Linked DNA regions of Mus musculus: region 1 is linked to region 2. Evidence: chromatin contacts called from public HiChIP or PLAC-seq data. All regions are on one chromosome and are shown on one strand. Each heading gives the region's core, a stretch centred on a gene start, on an enhancer-like site or on the middle of the called end of the contact. The rest is flanking DNA. Distances are from core to core; before and after follow the strand shown. Region 1 holds the start of Fetub (fetuin beta). Region 2 overlaps Kng1 (kininogen 1).

Evidence for each region. HiChIP or PLAC-seq counts read pairs in DNA pulled down with a chosen protein or histone mark.
Region 1: a contact with region 2 is called in an H3K27ac HiChIP or PLAC-seq map of embryonic stem cells, with 3 times the contacts expected there. The contact joins the promoter of Fetub here to the enhancer-like site in region 2. A contact is called at or near these places in 3 of 39 promoter capture datasets (3T3-L1-derived adipocytes, hippocampal neurons and stem cell-derived epiblast-like cells), 2 of 115 datasets of contacts at active chromatin or transcription factors (both in embryonic stem cells) and 2 of 9 other capture datasets (adipose tissue and liver).

What each region holds. Positions count from the first base shown.
Region 1 is chr16:22,917,313-22,924,169 of GRCm38.p6, reverse strand. Fetub (fetuin beta) reads right to left here and starts at 3,948. Exons shown (of 8, transcript NM_021564.2): 1 at 3,675-3,948.
Region 2 is chr16:23,068,935-23,075,813 of GRCm38.p6, reverse strand. It overlaps Kng1 (kininogen 1), which reads right to left. Exons shown (of 11, transcript NM_023125.3): 5 at 6,489-6,596; 6 at 2,372-2,456; 7 at 1,009-1,181. Among named protein-coding and RNA genes, the nearest start is that of Kng1, 14 kb to the right of the region's middle. Within about 2 kb of position 3,028, at least 2 of the 459 cell types and tissues checked have an H3K27ac peak or open chromatin away from gene starts, as enhancers often do. A contact at or near this core is called in embryonic stem cells, where this site is marked.

The DNA.
Region 1 (6,857 bases), core at 2,699-5,198, 150 kb after region 2:
AAATAACCCCATTAAAAAATGGGGCTCAGAACTGAACAAAGAATTCTCACCTGAGGAATACCGAATGGCAGAGAAGCACCTGAAAAAATGTTCAACATCCTTAATCATCAGGGAAATGCAAATCAAAACAACCCTGAGATTCCACCTCACACCAGTCAGAATGGCTAAGATCAAAAATTCAGGTGACAGCAGATGCTGGCGAGGATGTGGAGAAAGAGGAACACTCCTCCATTGTTGGTGGGAGTGCAGGCTTGTACAACCACTCTGGAAATCAGTCTGGCGGTTCCTCAGAAAACTGGACATAGTACTACCGGAGGATCCAGCAATACCTCTCCTGGGCATATATCCAGAAGATGCCCCAACAGGTAAGAAGGACACATGCTCCACTATGTTCATAGCAGCCTTATTTATAATAGCCAGAAGCTGGAAAGAACCTAGATGCCCCTCAACAGAGGAATGGATACAGAAAATGTGGTACATCTACACAATGGAGTACTACTCAGCTATTAAAAAGAATGAATTTATGAAATTCCTAGCCAAATGGATGGACCTGGAGGGCATCATCCTGAGTGAGGTAACACATTCACAAAGAAACTCACACAATATGTATTCACTGATAAGTGGATATTAGCCCCAAACCTAGGATACCCAAGATATAAGATATAATTTGCTAAACACATGAAACTCAAGGAGAATGAAGACTGAAGTGTGGACACTATGCCCCTCCTTAGATTTGGGAACAAAACACCCATGGAAGGAGTTACAGAGACGGAGTTTGGAGCTGAGATGAAAGGATGGACCATGTAGAGACTGCCATAGCCAGGGATCCACCCCATAATCAGCATCCAAACGCTGACACCATTGCATACACTAGCAAGATTTTATAGAAAGGACGCAGATGTAGCTGTCTCTTGTGAGACTATGCCGGGGCCCAGCAAACACAGAAGTGGATGCTCACAGTCAGCTAATGGATGGATCATAGGGCTCCCAATGGAGGAGCTAGAGAAAGTAGCCAAGGAGCTAAAGGGATCTGCAACCCTATAGGTGGAACAACATTATGAGCTAACCAGTACCCCGGAGCTCTTGACTCTAGCTGCATATATATCAAAAGATGGCCTAGTCGGCCATCACTGGAAAGAGAGGCCCATTGGACTTGCAAACTTTATATGCCCCAGTACAGGGGAATACCAGGGCCAAAAAGGGGGAGTGGGTGGGCAGGGGAGTGGGGGTGGGTGGATATGGGGGACTTTTGGTATAGCATTGGAAATGTAAATGAGTTAAATACCTAATAAAAAATGGAAAAAAAAAAAAAAAAAAAAAAAACAAACTCGGAAAAAAAAAAAAAAAAAAAAAAAAAAAGATCCAGGATGTGTCAGTATAGAGCTGCCAGGACGAGCCCTGCCGTGGGGCCTCAAGGTTCACTTGAGCAGCTTTATAACTGCAACAGAATAGCCTACTAGGACTTGAAACACCATGCCCTGAGGCCACCTCTATCCAAACACAGCAGTTTTTGAGTCAATATTTTGGATTGGATTTGTCAGTGTTCTAACCTTGGATCCGGAGCATGCCTTTCGTGTAAATAAATCCAAGTTTCCTAACCCTTTCCCAGGAATTATAAAAAAATGTTTGATCAAGACATGGGAGACCTGGCTTCTGTCTTGTCCAGATGGAGAGTCCTAATCCAACTGGAACTGAATACAAGCACTACTCAGAAGTGTCCCTTTCTAGTTCCTGTATAGGACAGGAAAATGCTTCATCTCAGAATTGTATTTAAGGTGGGGAAAGCTAAGGAGACCCCAAAAGTTCTCCCAACACACTCTAGGTCTAGTCTTCCTTTTGTGCACCTACAGGTAAATTCATCAAGAGACCAAGACCTGACACTGTCAAGAGAAAGATAATGGTGGCCATCAAGACGGATCATGGTTCTTGCCTCTCTTTCTGAGCTTCAGTTCAGATCCCAGGAAGGTTCTGCTTATTGGGGATATATGAAAAGCAATTTATTTTTTGTTTTGACAGGGCCTTAAATGTGTTCGGTAGCTGGCCTTGAACTCGCAATCCTCTTGCATCTACTGGGACTACAGGTGCATATCACCATACCTGGTGACTAAATCAGGTATCTTTCAAAGCTCCTTTCCCTCTAGGGCTGGGCCTCATATGTGCTGGGGACGTGCTTTCATAGCGCTACATCACAGCAACTTTTATTTTGAGACAAGACCTCAATAAGTTTCCCAGTCTGGCATGGAACTTGCAATCCTGCTTCAGCTGCTCAAATTCCTGGGATTGCGGGTACCTACCTCCATAAATGGCACACACACATTGTGCATGATGCCAAGCATCAAACCAGGGCCTCACTTACACCAGGCAAACATTGTACTTCTGAGCTACAGCCACAGGCCATTTATTTTTTTAAAAATGTTTCTACTACAAACACACACACACGGGGGTGGGGGGGGGGAGAGAGAGAGAGAGAGAGAGAGAGAGAGAGAGAGAGAGAGAGAGAGAGAGATATCAACAATGAAAGCAAAGGTCTAAGTCAGGAAGGGAGCCTACATAGCAGGCTGTCCCTTAAAGCATTCCCTAAGGTAAGCAATACCTCATTCCATACCTCCATCTCCACCCCTGCCCAGGCTTTCTGTGTTCAATAGACAGAGGTTCTGCTCTATCCACAGGTACCCATCTGGTAGGCCCTCAATACACAGAGTATCTTGAAGACTCCAAAGCTTTGGGGTCAATACTATTTCAAACACAGGTCCCTACAGCTACTAGAGAATATAAGAGTTTTCCTGAGTAGAGCTTATTTTTAATTCACAAATATATTTTGGAAATGTCTGTGTTTATAAATAAGGACACCAGTCTGTGAGACTTTTCATGGGAACCTGATAAGAGGGCCCAAATATTTTGGATGGAAAGAAATGCTCCTCTGGTCTAGATGAAAATCCAATATGCAGTAAGCTATGGCTGACACGAGTGAACCAAGCAAAAGAAGGCTGTTAACATTGCTCAAGTTCCTAAATTTACTTAAAACATTGATTACATATTAAACTTAAATATGCTGACTTATGTTTTTAGCTAACATTGAAAAGTTAATTTTATAATAAACTTACTAAAAAACTTAAATTTATGATGCTAAATGTAATTGTATTATAGTTGAGCAGAACACAGATTCCTTCCCCCCCACCCCACCCCCCACCCCATTTGATAGCTACTCATAGACAACTAGGTAACAGCATCCACTCACTAACTTAGTGGTAGTATAGACACTCACTGAAAACTCTAAAGAAAACTTAGCCAAGTCCAACCAGGGGAGAATACTAGGGCTCAGAAAGGGTAAAAATCCTGAATGAATCAATACAAGAAACAGCACAGGAGCCTTCCCTTTTAGAAGATTTTCATCAAAGCGAGTGAGATGGCTCAGCCCCTAAAGGTGCTTGCTGCCAAGCCTGGTGGCCTGAATGTAACTCCTGATACCCTCACAGTGAAAGGGAAGAACCGACTGCTGAACGATGTCCTCTGACCAGAGTGCAGTGTCATCTGCACTCTGGCCCACCCACCCCACCTCTGCACAAAAATAAACAAATAAATGTAAAAATATTTTTGTCACCACACAGATGCTTAGAACACTGTGTGAGCTACTCTTTCAGCTACCAACCAGCCGATGTGGAGAAGCCACTTACCCACTGTAAGCCACTCTGCCAAATCTGTCAAATGCACTAATCATGACCCTGCACCAGAAATCGCAGAAGGCTAGACGTTGTTAGATGTTGTGTAACACAGCAGCTACCTGTGACTCACAGGTTCTGGCTGAGCCACTGCACAATGTCAGGAATCAAGGTAAGCTGTCCGGAATCAAGAGCTTTGCAAGTCTGGTGTGCTTTGAACACGTTCCCAAAGCTCAGAAAACGAACGCTTATGAAACCTGTGGAGAGGTGGCGCCTTTACAGAGATTAAGTCCCAAGGGCTCTGTTCTCAGGGGTGGGGCATGCCCATGTCAGGGGAGTACATTTGTTAGGCAGAGTTCTTCCTCCTGCCTCCCGCCTCCCGCCCACGCATGACGCAGCAAGAAAGCTGTTCCCAGAGGCCCTCCAGGCCTCCAGAAGGGTGAGAAGGATCCGGTGACAGCAGCACAGCACAGGATGGACCACATTAATAAGAAGCCACGCCCACTTTTTAGTCTTCCGTAAACAAGTGGTTAGTAAAGATTGATTATGAAACCCAAATCTGAAGATTACAGTTCTACAGAAGGGAGCTCTTGGTTGTGTTTTCTTTCTTTCTTTCTTTCTTTCTTTCTTTCTTTCTTTCTTTCTTTCTTTTTTCCAATTTAGAAATATCTTTAAAGACCTGTTTTTCTGGGTTGGCTCATGCCACGTGTTGTTTAGAATGATTCCAACCCTGAGTTACCAAATTTTTTTTCCCCCACACGCTCCCAGTTGTGTTTTCAAATGGGAATAATTCGAGAAAAATGGGTATCGAAGCCAGAAATGGCTACTTTAAGAAAAACAACACAAATTGGGAGACCATTAGATTGTGGAGGCTCTGGAATTTAAATCTCTACCAAATAAACAAACAACAAACAAATAAATAATAACCTCAAGACAGGAGCTTTCTACACTAACCAATAAAATTCATTTATCTTCCCTTCTTTCTACAGCTAAATTGTACAAGTTTACCCTCCCACAATACTGGGACTCATAAATTAATGAATGCTTTAATTTTTTTCAATTTAAATGTGCTTAAGTTTTCCTTTATCAGTTAAAAAAAATCAGATATCCAAACTCTGAGGTTCAGCAGAGATTTAGTTTCAGCCAGCAGTGAACATACCTCTGTCGGGTCTGGGCTGGAGTGTCCAATGCCTGAGGAAATGTACCCAGTACACTTAGGTAGAAGCCATTGGTGCAATTTTAATGAAAGACAGATGCAAACGGGGTAAAAAGATGCTGTAAGGATGCTAAATCACATGGTAAACTGAACTTTGACCAGGACCCTGCTTCAGCCCTGGTCTGCGTGAGCTAGGCTAGCGATGTAACACTTAAGCCCAATTTCCTCAACTGTGTAGGGCTTTCAACCATGCGATTACTAAGGGCCCGTTTAGCCCTGATGGGAGGGCACTCTGCCCCCCTCTCTGCACAGGGTGCCATTCCATCTCTAGCAGGGGCAGCTCCTAGAACCTGGCTCTACGGAACTTGAATCACACAGATCTATCCACCATGCCCCCCGGGGGAACGTGATCCTATTGCATCATGAGTGAGATTTCCGGAACTTGAATCACACAGATCTATCCACCATGCCCCCCCGGGGGAACGTGATCCTATTGCATCATGAGTGAGATTTCCCGTAAAAATCCTTGTTGTGAAGAGGCCACTAATACAGACGCTGGGTTCACGCAGGCCTGGGGTTTAATTCCAGTTCAGTACTCACCAATGGGAATGCAGGAAGCATTTTCCACACACACGTGGGCTGGGTGTGAGGACCAGTGAACTGTGCTTGGCTATGGATTTGGCCTCTGTACTCCCCCCCCCCCCAAAAGAGTCTAAAAAGTAAGGAGTGGGCAGGGAAGATGGCCACGCATGTCACATACTCACAGTCCCGTTGATCTAAGACAGGGAGGAACACGGAAGGTGGGGCCCAGTCCTGCAGCTCTGACAGACAGGCTTTCCTGAGGACCCAGAGTCGCTTCGGCCAGGAGACCAACTCACAGGAGCAACTGGTGTATAAACAAGGTGCTTGTTTGTTAATTAACAAATTGGAGGGATCCTCTCCAGGTGTTCCCGATGGAGCTGCAAAGGATGATGGCAGCTTCTCCCTCTGACTGCCCTTTTATATCTTGCAAACAGAGTGCGCCATCATTCAGAACTCCAGGAATAATACCCTGCTTAGCTGAGTTTCAGGGCTGACATACACCCTAACTATGAATTAGAGGAAGGTCCTAGAGAGAATAAGCTCTAATTAGGTTCCGTGTCTTTCCAAGGAGCCGCCCAGTACTTTGTTTCTGCCTGGGCTTTTCCCAATGCTCTGCCCGCACTTTGGGTCCCACCCATAGGCTGTGGCTTCCCTGCACAGGGCCTTCTCCACCCAGAGCTGCTGATGCCCAAGGCTGTCACTCAGTAGGTGGCTTTATTGCTGAATCTCACCATAGTCAGTACTGTACACACAGTGACCCAGAAAGGCTCTGGCTGCCCGCAGCAGGCTGGGCATGGGTAAGTCCAGGACGCTCACGTGGAATGGAGAGGAGGGCGGCTGCATCAAAGGTCCCGTCATCCTGTTTTATAGCCGTGTTAGCACAAAGCAGGTATCCTTTCTAATTCCGTGTGAATAGCTGTGAAATCATCAGAAGTCAATCTGGTCACCCGGCTTCTCACGCAAGGGTCTCGGCTCAGGCATACTTGAGGCTCAGCTCACTTGCCTGCTGGCGGAAATGAAGGGTCATGGTAAGGTTTGCAGTCAAGTGGTGCCTAGGGGAGGTGTGAATGGAAGGCCCAGGGAATCCTACTGGGGGGCAGGTACACCTAACAGTGACTCAGAGAATGTTCAAAGCACAACAAAGAAACAAACGTCAATTTCTCCAAATCATCAGTATTTTCTGAGTATTCCTTTGTATAGTTTTGAATTTTAGAACACTGCTACTGTTGGCCGTGCTCAGAACTGTAAAATTAGTTAAACAAAGTTGAGTGTGGGGGGCGGAATAACAAAATTAGATGGAAACAAAAAGGAAGGAGCTTGTATTTCAGATGAAACCTGGACACAGCAGAAGAAATAAACCCACAACTCACCCTTCGGAACAGTTATTCTTGAATGCAGTTCTTTGATCACACAACAGCCTAAAAGACTAATGGTAAGAATGGAATATTTTGCTTTTCCAG
Region 2 (6,879 bases), core at 1,779-4,278:
CTTGGTATTAGTAGTAGTAGGCATTTGTGGGTGGGTGTGTCTGTATGTGTGTGGTTGGGGGAGTACATGCCATGGCATGTGTGTGGAAGTCAGACAACAACTCTGTGCAATCAGTTTTCTCCTATCCAGGGATAGGATTCAGGCCATCAGGCCAGTGTTAAACACCTTTACCATCTGAGCCATCACTGGCCCTGCTGATCAGTTGGACCGTTTACCGTGTCTTTTGCTTTTAGAATGAAAACAACAATGACTATGTTCACATATGAAGGCTCTTGTTAGATTCCTAGAAATACAACTACTAAACCTATTTCTTACTAGATTTAGAAGCTCATGTCAGCCTCCACAGCAGCTTGCTTCTATCTTGATAAAGTTTCTTATCTACTCTCAGCTTAGTTTAGCTTATCTTAGTGTAGTTTAGCTTAATTAAGCTTATCCAGAGAAGCTAGTCTTTAGGTTGGAATCTATCCTTTAACAGTCTGAGTATAGATGCCAGTGCTGTTGGAGATTTTCCCTTCTCTAATACAGCTACTCATTTTACAGATGGTGCCACAAGAGATGAGATTTTAATAGTCACACAGAGTCACCAAGGATAGAGGTGATGGTAGAGCTGAGCCTCTGACTCCAGATAAAGGCAAACAGCCTTTATTGATAGAGTGCATCCAGGGCACAGGGAACAAAGGGAGAAAGAACATGCAGCAAGAGTGAAGTCTCTCTCTCTCTCTCTCTCTCTCTCTCTCTCTCTCTCTCTCTCTCTCTCTGTGTGTGTGTGTGTGTGTGTGTGTGTGTTAAGACAGGATCTTACTAAGTGTAGTCCAAGGTGACCTAGAACTTGTGGCAAGATACTCGCCCAACAAAGACACTCAAGCATGCAGCACAGTTGGGACTTGGAATTTAAGCCACCAAATCCTGTTGCCAAGTCCTGTTTTCCTCACCAGAGCCAAGAACAGGGGTCATACTACCAATCAATCTATACATAGGATACAAACTCCCATTTTCCTATGTACAGACCTGTGATGTTGCTTTTTTCACGGTGTCAATCTTGTAATAGAAAGGATGGTCATTCTCTGCATTTAGCTGTGCAATGGAATGACCAAGCACCTCCTTCAGCTCTGGGCTGTCTACAGGTATGTCCCTGGGGCAGCCAGGGCAAGGCTTGGGAAGCGCTTCTACCAAATCATCTCCTGAGAAGAAATCAGATTTAAAGTCAGTAGGTACACCCAAAGTGTAGTCTGGCTTCTCTCCTGTCACACACAACTTCTGCATTCTCATTTATACAGGGTGTGAGGTAAGCAGAACAGGATTAAGGGAATACTGGTCCTGAGACAGTCCACTTCTCCTTGTTCTTTGGGAGATCAGATGTTTAGGGAAGCGTGTTTGCCCATGTTCACCCATATGCTATAATTGCTTGTATTTTTACACACTGATACAGGGCATTATATGTCCCAAGCCAGCCTTGAATTCTCCATGTAGATGTTGACCTAAAAACTTCTGATCCCCTGCTTCAGTGTCCTGACTGGCACAGTTACAGGTATGCAACCACACCCAGTTTAAAATTTCCCATTTTTTAAAAAAAGATTTATTTATTGATTATATGTAAGTACACTGTAGCTGTCTTCAGACACTTCAGAAGAGGGAGTCAGATCTCGTTACAGATGGTTATGAGCCACCATGTGGTTGCTGGGATTTGAACTCTGGACCTTTGGAAGAGCAGTCGGGTGCTCTCACCCACTGAGCCCTCTCACCAGCCCAAATTTCCCATTTTTGATGTCAACTATAGAGAAATGTTTAAGTTTGAGGAAAGTGCTTGCAATGGCTCTCCAATGGCCAGCTTAGAGTCCATGGCTCCACTGAACAGGCAGTGCTAGTGGAGTTTCTCATGGTTAGTGCACAGTAGTGCCCCTCATGACATATATAGAGTGGGTCTCCTCATGACACATACGCAGTAGTGCTCCCCATGACCTGTGCACAGCGGCGCTCCTCATGACAGGTGCATGGTGGTGTTTCTCAACATGACACGTTCACAATTATATGTCAATGTGAGTGAAGTCAGCCCTTTTATTGAAAATGCTGATTTAACTATAAGTTTTCCACAGAGCTCACCATATCAAAACACACTAGAAAGCCCACCTTTACCTGGAAGGATTCCATGGTGGGTGGTTAAAAACGAGATGCAATTCTCTCCAACTCAAAACATGGGATTTAAGGACAGTGTACACAAAAAGAAAGGCAGCTGCCACTGTCCCTGAAGGCTACCGTGTCTGGGGAAGACACATTGTTGCTCAGTCACTGTGTTGCCTTGACCAGTTCAGACCCAGTGCAGCTAAGTAAAAAGGAGACACCACTTCCTGTGTCTCCATGTGGGCTTTCTCACCTGAATAAAGGGTACAGCTCTGTGAGAAGTTGGCAATTTTGTTATTAATATCCATGAAGAGATTTCCTCTACATTCACCATCATCCTGGTGGTTAAAAAATCATAAACAGAAGTCATTGTGAAAAGCAAACAACTAGTAAAAATAAAAGACAGTAAGTATGTCTGTTGCGGGAGATACTAAAAAACTGAACCTGCCAACTTTCCGTGGAGTCAGACCACGCTCCTGTGCGCCTTCCTGCTGCCGCTGCCAACTCTCTGGAGCTAGCCCCGGCTGCACCTGATTGCTGTGTACCCAGCTCTCGGTTGCTTGTCCCTGGCATTACTGCTGCTTCTTCCTCAGCCATATACTCATGTAGTCGGTGATCCTGCACTCCAATAACTAAATGGAACCGCCAGCCTCGCAGTTGCATATCACAATACCCAGTAACCCGGTAAAATCAAGACTCTTAAAGCTTAATTAATCCATCAGATTTATGTATCAATAATGTCACAATTTATAAGATGCCAATACATTAAATTTCAGAGCCGACTAATAATGATAAGAGCTTTATCCTAATATTTCTAACCTTGTGAAATCATAGCTACTTGTGGCTGGAAAACACTACCACATAGGTTCATATCCGCAGCCATCTTCCTTTTCCTTTTACCCTGAGACTCTCCCTTGCTCTGCAACTCTTAGCTCTGCCTCCCTTTTCCCTGGCCAATCACAGACATCCTTTGTACTAATGTAATTGGACAGGGAAAATCCTGTGACAGTTTGTCTACTTTACAAATCATTATATCAGGAAAAGGGGAAAAAAGGAATAAAAGCAATGGAAAAAATGAAAAGCACATGGTAGCCATGATAGCTATGACAAGGAGCACCGACAGAGGGAGAGAAATGGGATTGTCCACTGCACAGGGAATGCCTAAGTAAGACAGGATCTCTCATTGAACCCTGAGCTCACTGATTCCAGTAGGCCACTGTCAAGTGAGCCCAGGAGTCTTGTCTCTCTGATGCTTGTATTCTAGATGTCTGCATGGGAGAGAGAGACCCAAAGACAAGCCCTTTACTGACTGAGATATCTCTTCCCTGGCTTCAACTTTTGCTTTGTTTTGTTTTAGAGGCAGCTGAGCATATGGCCTTCACATGTATCTGCACAGGTGAGCACACACACACATACATACCTGCATATACCACACACACAAAGAAAAGAATGGGCAAAGAATATATAATTACTCATCCATAAATTCAATCCATAAACTTCTAGCATACTTATGAAAATATTTCAGCAAAATGAACACGTTAACTCAATTATTGATTGAGAAACTAAAATATATTTAGCTATAAAATATTGAATTTTAACGCAATAGAATTTAAATCAATTTATTTAAGCAAACAGCTATAAATGTAAAAACTATATAAATGAAGAGTTTAAAAGATTTTAATAACTATGTTTATCATTTATAAAACTGAAGGAGAGATGGCTCAGCGGTTAAGAGCACTGACTGCTCTTCCAAAGGTTCTGAGTTCAAATCCCAGCAACCACATGGTGGCTTACAACCATCCTTAATGACATCTGACTCCCTCTCCTGGTGTGTCTGAAGACAGCTACAGTGTACTTACCTATAAAATAAATAATAAATAAAATCTTAAAAAAAATAAACTGAAGCCTTATTCTGAAGGAATGCCAAATACAAAAATAATTTCATTGTCAAAAATGTTTGCTAAGTTAGTATTATATAAAAACTAGAAATAACCTAGGTATCCAAAGGTAGGAGCACTGTGGTAAAAAACAATCTATGGTGTCCTTGCTGGAATATTATTGCAGAGTCATCTTTAATGTTTACCAAGAATTCTAGGCAGGCAGTGGTGGCCCACGCCTTTAATCCCAGCACTTGGAGGCAGAGGCAGGCGAATTTCTGTGTTTGTGGCCAGGCTAGTCTACAGAGTGAGTTCCAGGACAGCCAGGACTACAAAGAGAAACCCTGTTTCAAACAAACAAACAAAAGATTCCTAATGATGAGGAAAAATTCTTAGGTGAAAAAAAAAAAAGAGTCGAGCATGTAAAATAATCACAGAACTGGAGAACTGGCTCAGAGGTTCCGAGCACTGACTGCTCTTATGGAGGACTGCGGTTTGATTCTCCCATGGCAACTCACAACCACCTACAACTTCAGTCTCAAGAGTTCTGATGTCCTCTCCAGCCTCTGTGTATACTGTATATACATATTCACAGATTACACATGTAGGCAAAAAGCCCATATACTCGAAATAAATAAATAAATAAATAAATAAATAAATAAATAAATAAATGTTAAAAATTAAATAAAATAATCACAACTTTTAAGAAAAAGAAGTCACTGAAAATTTCCCACAATTCTCCTTTCTCTCCACCCATGAAAAAGACAAAGGGGATATGCACTAATCCCTCTGGGGGTTAGGACCATTCTGCTTGCATTTGCATTGCCTGATGGCTGGTGGTCCTGTGGATCTCCTCATGTGCTAATACCTGCAAATCTGGAGCCATCTGTTCAATCAATCCTTTGCCCATTTTAGAAGTGGTCTGTCTTTTGGTTTTGGGTTCTGGAATTTTGAACATGATCTTCACACTAAGCCCTTTAAGGGCAGAAGATTCATAAATGTTTCCTTTTATTTTGTGTCTTTTTGTTGTTGTTGTTGTTCTTTTTTGAGACCGGGTTTCTCTGTATAGCCCTGGCTGTCCTGGAACTCACTCTGTAGACCAGGCTGGCCTCAAACTCAGAAATCCACCTGCCTCTGCCTCCCAACCTGCCTCTGCCTCCCAAAGGCATGCGCCACCACTGCCCGGCTTGGTAGGGTCTTTTATGACTCTTTTTACAGCTATAAATCAATGCATGATTAACTAGAACATTTAAAAACTATTGAAGAAATCTCAATAGGTATGCAAAATCAGAAAAAAAAAAAAACCCACCCAGAACTCTTCCTGAAGGTTAACAGTGTTCTGAATTATAACACATTTACTTTCTATCACTTTTATATTTATATTATTTGACCTTGCATATTTGCCTGACTCTGTATACACAGTTTCCCTTCCTTCCTTCGTTCCTTATTTTAAAACTTAAATTTAAAACAAATTTTGAGACAGCATTGTCTCCCTATGCATCCCTAGAAGGCCTAGAACTCGGTTTGTAGAGCAGACTGCTCTTGAACTCATTGACATCTGCTGCTTTTGCAGTGCTGGTAAAGGTGTGTGTCACCACACCCAGCCTCCTGTTTCCTCCCCATCGTCCTTCATTTATTTAGGTCTTTTTGTTTTTTTTTTTTTCTGAAACAGCAGCTTTTCAAACCAATGAAGGCCTCAAACCCACTGAGCAGTTAAAGATGATCTTGAACGCCTAATCCTCCTTTCTTCATCGCTCCTGTGAGTAGAGTTTATGTCCTAATTTTTTTCTTGTCCTTAACCTATTACAATGATTTGCTAATGTCACAAGAGGCTCAGGAAGCAGTATTCATAATCTATGAACTGCTGTATCTTGCATAACCATTTCTTAAGGATGCATATAGCATTTGTCTCCAATGCTTTACTGTGAAAATTAGCAAAGTGTGGTCTAGATTTCCCACCTTTCCCTCATGATATAAAACTGTCAAAGCAGAGATGCTAGATTAAAGAAACATCTACAATAATATTCCAGGAAGGTTCCTTCCTTGGTCTCCTTGGCATTCACTGGCCACAGAACAGCCACTGACATCTCTTCAATGACAAGATGTCATGCACAGCAGGAGAGGATTCCCAGGATGCATTTATTAGATGACAGGAGAAGAGGGAGGGTGAGGAAGCACCACAGGGGAGTTTGCAGGAAAAAGCTGGGTCACAGAGGACCCTGTGTGAACATGGAGCACACATGGAGGAGGAGGAGGCCAGGAGACTGTGACAACCCATCACCATGTCAAATCCCATACCTAATCTCTGACAGGATGGAGATATGTAGTGTGACACACTTGGATGCCTTGACCAGCAACTTAGGTCCTAAGACTCTGGGTGGACCTGAGTGTGAACTACTAAGTGACATCTTGGTGTCAAGTGACAGAGCTTGACAGTCCTGGAAACACTGTCAGCAAACTGTGAAAGACTGTCATTAAATGTCTGCTACTTACACCATTGGGAAGGGCCACGCAGTCTCCATGGAGGGAAGGAAAACGCTCCTTTGAACAATTTGTTTGCACAATTGTGTAGGTAATGTCAAAATTCAGGCCAGCCACCACCTAAAATGAGTTAGATTGAATGAGTACTTGAACCTCAGGTTGAACGTTACTCACAGTGAGCAAAAGATATAAATGTCTTTAAACAATGAATTGGATACAACAAGTGTTCAAGAAGTACAAACCATCATTATTACTGGGCAATAGCATCACTGAGCAAGTGTTGAGTATTGTGACAGACACATGTACAGACACACACAGAGACACATACAACACACTCCATGACACTTCAAAGTAACTGCTAATGTACAGTTATGTGCATACATATTATATGTGTATATAATAT